Regions from separate parts of the Gossypium arboreum genome. Here region 2 is linked to region 1. A link is a contact called in public Hi-C data. All regions are on one chromosome and are shown on one strand. The core of a region is the stretch at or near the end of the contact, and the rest is flanking DNA. Distances in the headings are between cores, read along the strand shown.

What was found. A called contact is a pair of places that touch in the nucleus more often than the background predicts.
Region 2: a contact with region 1 is called in a Hi-C map of leaf, with 7 times the contacts expected there. The contact joins the promoter of LOC108461391 here to the promoter of LOC108464471 in region 1. A contact is called at or near these places in 2 of 5 Hi-C or Micro-C datasets (both in leaf).

What each region holds. Positions count from the first base shown.
Region 1 is chr13:31,758,005-31,761,724 of ASM2569848v2, reverse strand. LOC108464471 (protein SPIRAL1-like 1) reads right to left here and starts at 1,788. Exons shown (of 3, transcript XM_017764786.2): 1 at 1,630-1,788; 2 at 1-100. The coding sequence starts at 91.
Region 2 is chr13:32,302,683-32,306,220 of ASM2569848v2, reverse strand. LOC108461391 reads right to left here and starts at 1,908. Exons shown (of 7, transcript XR_001867733.2): 1 at 1,491-1,908; 2 at 1,323-1,393; 3 at 1,063-1,238; 4 at 322-430; 5 at 1-241.

The DNA.
Region 1 (3,720 bases), core at 539-3,038:
AGTTGTTTGTCCCTGGTTTAGGAGCTTCTCCGCTACCAAACAAATAACCTAATGAGCTCTGCCCACCGCCACTGCTAACTCCGCGACCCATCTTTTTCAACTTACCAAGAAAAGGGAGGAAACAAATAGCTCAAAGTAAGAATCTAGAAGCAACAGGTGCAGAAGAAAATGGTTTGAGTATAAATAAATTGACATTATACAACTAGAAAAGATTTAAACTACGTCGTTCATGACAAGCAAAAGACAGGAAGCAAAACAAGCATATTGAGAGAACCCTCATCAATGTTCTAGAATGCAATGATAGCCTGCTAAGCTTTTTAATAACACTTTCAAACAAGATTCTTTCTATCCTGTGAAACCCCCACCCCCACCCAAAAATAAAAGAGTAAAACTCGATGAAATTCCCTAATGCTTAGCCATAAAGGATAGCACAACACATTGTGAGGTCACACAAACATTTGTTCCATCATAACATACTGGCTCTTTGTTGTTTTTAAATTGTCACCTTTTCTTTCACAGTTCAATTTCGAGTTTTAGAACATCCCACTCAAATCAAGAAGATCCACTACATGATAGTGCAACCTACATCATACGTCCTAGCTACTTAATAGTAGCTCAACAAATCCCAATACAAAAGTTAAAATCCTAAACATTTGTCAGGCATGTTCCAAATGTGCAATAAAAATAAAGGATTATAGTATATAATACCCCAATCAAATCAAAGAACACTCTTTTTTATTCCATTAGCCATGGAATCCCCTTTTCATTTTCAACTACAGAAATGAAGATTTATCTACTGTGATCATAAAACAAATGCTCATTAATAAAATAAAGAGAAACACTATTAACAGAAATCGCTATCTCCCTAGTGATTTTTTAATTGGTAAGCACATACTCAATTTGGGAGCACTAGCGATCCAATTCAGTAAAACTAACAATCCTAATAAATATGGTTTATTATAAATGAGTTGAGCAAAACAAAAAATTCACAAATTTAAAAATTAATTTATTTAGAACTATAAGTTTTTGTGAACACAAGAACTATATATATATATATAGGTTCCCTAAAACACCGTTCCAATAAATCATTTGTCGTTACAACAAAGCAAATCAGAAAAGACTACCCCTATCAAATTAGGTGTTTAGAAACATCGACTTGCTTTCTTGTTTTTGTTCCTTGTACCAGACCAATCCTCGTTCCAGGTATCATTTCAATGAAACAAAAGCACTAGCCGGTAAGCACATATCTCATAATTTCATAGAATTTACAATATAATAAGTATTAAATAGAACATAAACGCAAAAAAGAAAACCTAATCATTTCCAGCTTAAAAACAATCGAATAATAAGCTTACAACATCGACACAGTCAACGAATCAGAAGAAAACAAACGTCACAATCCAAAACCTTTTGACATCCTACTTCACATCCAAAACGACAAAAATTAAACAAATCAAATGAAGCATAAAAACGAACAGCGGCCAAAGCGAAAAAAATAAACATCAAACCAGATATAGTGAAAAAAAATGGTTAAAATCAATAAATTGACGGCCAAACTCAGTGAACACAACACAAAATCTTATAGACGCAGAGAAGAATAAAGATCTAGGGTTAGGGTTTTGAAATTACCTGAAAATTCCCTTTTGCGATTCAGATCTGGAAGAGAGGAAGTGGAAACAACAGTTGGAGAGTTAGGAGAGTAACAGCAGCTGCCTACTGAAAAAGGAAAACGAAATGCGAGCGTTTCTTATATAGAAAATGATTCAAAATTACTTTTTTTTTAAATTAAAATTATTATGTTTTTTTGAAATTTTAAACGAAATGTTTCACTGCTAAGTTTTACTCATTCCACGATTTCAAATTTTCAAATCTGGTTTTAAACGGTTAAATTTCAGTTTTAGTCCCTTTACTATATTCAGTCATTTTAATTTAATATAAATTGACCTTCTATTTTATAATGTCATTATCTAACGCTAGCAATTTTTCCTTTTAATATTTTTATGTTAATTTTTCAAATTTATTTTATAAAAATTTATGTTAATTTTTATTTTACATTTTAAATAAATAAAAGTAAAAAATAAAATAAAAAATTCAACTTTATTTCTTTATAAAATAAAATAAAATTTTATGTTAATTTTTATTTTAAATTTTGAAATGAAATTTTCAAAATCTATATTTTAATAATAGTAAAAACAATAACAAATTTAATATTATTGCAAAAAATAACATAAAAATAAAGAAAATGTCTTTACAATAGGGTATCCCTGGGTGATATGCGACTCCTTTTATTAAAATATCATTTTATTTATTTTATTACAATTTTTTAATAATTATATAATCCATTAAGTTAATTTTTATAAAAAATATTATTTTTATAATTAATTTTAACTCATGCTATTTTCATAAATTTTTATTATTTTTGTGTTATTTACATAAAACCCAAAAAAACCATGTTAGCATAATGAGTTAAAGAGTGTATTTAAGAAAAATCCACAAGTATTTTAACATAAATACTCGATTGTATTAGCTATTTAAATTAATTGGTGAGATTATAAAATAAAAAGTTAAATTATGCCCAAATAGTTAATGGGATATTGGCTTAATTATTCAATTAATGATGATAAATATTTATAGTTGTAAGCTGTAATTTAAAAAAGACTAGATATTAAAATTAAATATAATAGAAGGAGGAAAATGATAATTTGATGGCTTGAAAAATGGAAAGTGTTGGGCAGTATGAAATTGTTTATAGTGGAATGAGCCAAAAAATGGGTGGGAGTGGAAGTCGTAGCTTAGATTATAAGCGAAGGGTCAGGGGTGGGGTCCTTATCCGGGCATTACATGTGCAACCGCATTTGATTGTGAAAACGGTGCCGTTCTCTTTCCTTCTAATATTACTTTTTGTGTGGTGGATGGATGGAACAGTTTTTTGTTAATGTTTCTAACAGTTTTTGTTACAGTAAGTGTATTTAAAAATAATAATTTTAGAAGAGTTTTGCTTTATGTTTAAGAATTTGACTCTCATCTCTGAATTTAATTGTGAAAAGTATTTTTCAAGAAAAGTACTATACCAAATATACAAACGTTACGATTATCCTTTTAATAATATAAATATCACCAAACATCGATAAAGCGTCTTAAGCTAGTGAAATTCCAACAATTTTATAATTCATTATAAAATGAAAGCAATTTCGATCCAAAAATCTATGTGATAATTAGTATTTTTTTCTAATTTGATATTTTTATTTGACAAAATTTTATATTTTGGTACCTAAAAGTAATAATGTTAATTTTTAATATTTACTTCAAGTTTTAGGATTGTTATTATCATGTTTGAATTTTTCATAATTTTATTAACATAATAAATTTATTGTTAATTATAAATTTACTTAATTTTACGTTTAATCTGTTAAATATAATTAAATGGATGTAAATTAATTGAGTTTTAAGGTTGATTTGATGAAAACTCATAATTAATTAATATTAGCATTTAACGTCATCAAATCAACTCTAAAACTCAATTTAATATTAAAAATTAATATTATTACATTTAATTATTAAAATGCATCAAATATAAGTAGATTAAAAAAGATATCACAAGTACTATTTAAAAAAGAACGTGTCAGGTAGTAAACCAAAATAAATAATAATGAAAGGAATAGAATTTTATGTTTGTTAACCACTACAATTAGATGCTGGTTATTGTGATACTTTTAATAT
Region 2 (3,538 bases), core at 659-3,158, 540 kb before region 1:
TCCAATCCTTTTGTTTACGACTAAATGGTCTACCCTTGCTGTTGGGGTCCCTGTTCTCCTTCACCTCTGCCAACTTCCATACACAGTTCTCTTCCTCGACCGAATCTAGTAAGAAGACTCCACTCTTTTCAGTATAATTAGACCCAGCGTCTTCAATATAACAAACTCTCATAGCCATATCTTTGAACCGATCTAAATCATCTGGTACCTTTAGTATTCTCTCTGCACCAGGAGATGATACCTTCAAAACAAAACGTGGTTTTAGGATACGGAATATAGACATATCTGAGACTCAGCACAAAAGAACTAGCTACTTATTACCTGAAGAGCCAAATCATCTGGTATTTCTCTTCGTTCTCCAGCTTCATCCAATCTTTTCTTATATTCTTGAGTATAACTCTGCAGTTCCTCCATGCTGGGACAACCATATCTGATGAAAGGAGCATTGGTCTTTTAATATTATAAACCCCAGAGATTCAATTTCAAGTGCCAAGCTACATCACAAGATGACTGCATAATTCCTCTGGAAGTTTTCTACTTTTCAAGAGAAAAAAAAGGGGGTACAATTCATTCCTTTTTCTAAGTGTGTTCCCATTTTTCCTAATTTTTTCATCAGATACCAAATGAGTTGGGTCAAGCGCAATAAATTAGACTACTAGGTTACTTCATTTGCTACTTACATTCTGCTTCCAAAAACAAATGGTAAAAAGCAATGAATTAAAAGGAAATCTTAATTACTGAAATCGAAAAAATTATTAAAATGAAACACTGAAGATGTAGCCACATTTGGAGTAGCAAGGTTGTTGTACATTGGCACCATAGGAGTTCAAGCCTTGTGCAACCCATCCCCTCCCAAAGTTTGTAAACGTAAAGCTATGTATTTCATTCTCACAAAGATATATATTCTTCAAATCATTCACTACCAGAGATGCTGTTTGCCTTTCATTTCCAGAACAAATATAAGAGATAAAAGCAACAATCAAATGACAGCTATTAGTTAGGTTCTTGAAAGAAGCTTCAGTTTCTCCAGCTTGTTAGCGATCCATAAGGAAGAATACTTACTCATCTGACAATTTGTCAAGTCTGACATAAATGTATCCACGAGGTGTAGTCTTGAAAGCATAAAGTTTAATGTCATCGCTAAACAGTTTTAGTGCATCATGGGCTATAGAGAGAGCAGATTCACCCCAAGGAACACCTTGCAATACAATTCCACCACCATCCCCTCCATCACCAACCTACATTCATAAAATAACATAAAATAAAAAGACCCGTCATCAAAAGCAAGGAAAGAAATCCAATAAGATAGAAACAATGCATACCTTGGGCTCGACGGTTTCATCCTCTTCTTCCCACTCATCCGTGAATTCTCCATCATCTTCAGCAGTTCCATCTGCTCAAACCAAGAAGTTCAAAAAAATCGGTTACTGACACAGAACTCTGATCAAACACTTGGTATGCACAGCAGAAGAAAGGAAAAAAGGAATAACAGAAACGCAGTTCTTCTTCTTCCTGTTGGTGGTTCTCGTTTTTGTTGTGAACGGAGGCTGTGTTGTGGAATAGACGGCGAGTGAAGGAAGAAGTGAAAGAGGAAATGGATTTTAGTTCAAAAGGAGGAGGAGGGTTAAGGGCAGTGGGAAGAGGTAAAGGAGAGAACCTTGCAGAAGACAAGGATGAAGCGGCGAAGCCCAAGGAAGGCCTTCGAGAGCTTCGTAACACAGACCGAAATATAATTCTACTATTGCTCATTCTTCTGTTTTACCCGCTCCCTCTTCAGCTGCCTTACACTTAATAGCAGCGCTTTTAACTGTTATTCTCTAAAGACATGCCAACATAACCCCTCGTACATTATCTTCAAGCCTTAACATTTGTTTCTATTATTAAAACAGGCATAAGAATTTTTGATAACGAAGAGATGTATTGGAGTGTATTAAAATATATTATTTTCAAATAATTTTAAATATTACCTTAAAAAATAAATATTTATATTGTAGTCACCCTTAATTGTAAAAAATAAATAATAATATTTTTTATAAATGAGTCTTGCACATTTGAACTTTCTTGTTAAATATATTAAATATTAATAGACTAAATTCTTGTTGTAAGGTCCATTATGAGTATTATGGCTCAAGAGGTGTTCATGGATTGATTGATTTGATTGGCCTAATTAATTCAATGCATTTTGGGAGACGCCTGAGTTTGTATTTTTCAATTTTGAGTTGACTCCTTTTAATATTTATAAATAACAAAAATATATAAAAGTAATTTTATATTAATATTTATATATTCTATAATTAAATTTAAATAATTTTTATCATTTTTCAAACGGTAAAATGGGCCATTTGATTAGGCCTAAATGGTTAAGTTTGGGCATGAAAATATTTTAGATTTAGGTCTCAGCCCATTAACCTTTCTACTTATAAAACTCAACTTCATATATTGAACTGTTATTTTTGAGCCTATTCAGGTTGAAGCCCAATTTGCTTTTCTAGTAGATTCAGAAATCAGCTCACTATTAACTGGATAAGATTGGCCCTAAAACGTGTACAATTTTGCAATATTATTTTCTGATAATTGCATTACCAAAATTGAAAAGTTAGTGTATCTATTTTTTATTTTTTTATATGCATGAAATTAATATTTAAAAATTTATATGTAATAAAATAGTAAAATCAATAATTCAAGTTAATGTGTTTACTAATAACTAAATAAACTTTTGATCCTCATATAGTAGAACCAAATTTTGATAAATTGTATATTAAAGGGATGAAAGTTTTAATGAAAACATAATTTTATTTAGAGAAGAAGAAGAAGAAGAACACCACGTAATTGGAAAATAAACATCTTCATCCCCAGTGAGCCCATCCGGCCCAATAGGCGTGAACAACATTTTTAGATAGGGTTTTGGGCAAGATCTTTAAGCATAGAAAAGACGGCTATTTTTCCTCTTTCGTTTTAAATAAAAACCTAAACATTTCACTTTTTTCGAATAAAGTTCTTATATTTTGTTTTTTGTATTTAGATAAAACTCTTATCCTTTGATTTTACTAATTTTTTTATTTCAAATAAGTATGCGTTAATGTTTAGTTAGAAATTAAAAGTTTGGAACTTATTTTAGTTAAATTTAAATATATATTTTAAAAAATATTATAGAAAAAGAAATGTTCGAAATGCTTCTAATTCAAAGAAAAAGGGAAGTGAAGATGAATACATAATATAACATTGCTCAGCAAAGATTTAATTTGTTTTTTAGCAAAGTCCCTATCCAATTTCTTGAATAAAAAGTTTTAAAAGGTAATAGTATAGGAACAATAAAGGCATACCAATAAATATATTATTGGGGATCGACTTGTATAACTAATGAGATAGTAAAAGTGGAAAAGAACAAACACAAAAGAGGCTTCGGCTTTTCACTAATCAACAAACAAAGGAGTATAACGATAGAGAGTATTCAACCGGAATACAAAGAGCAAATCCCAAAAGAAAACCAAATATCCCAAATAAAAAAGCTCTCTAAAAAACTCTCCCTAAAAACTCT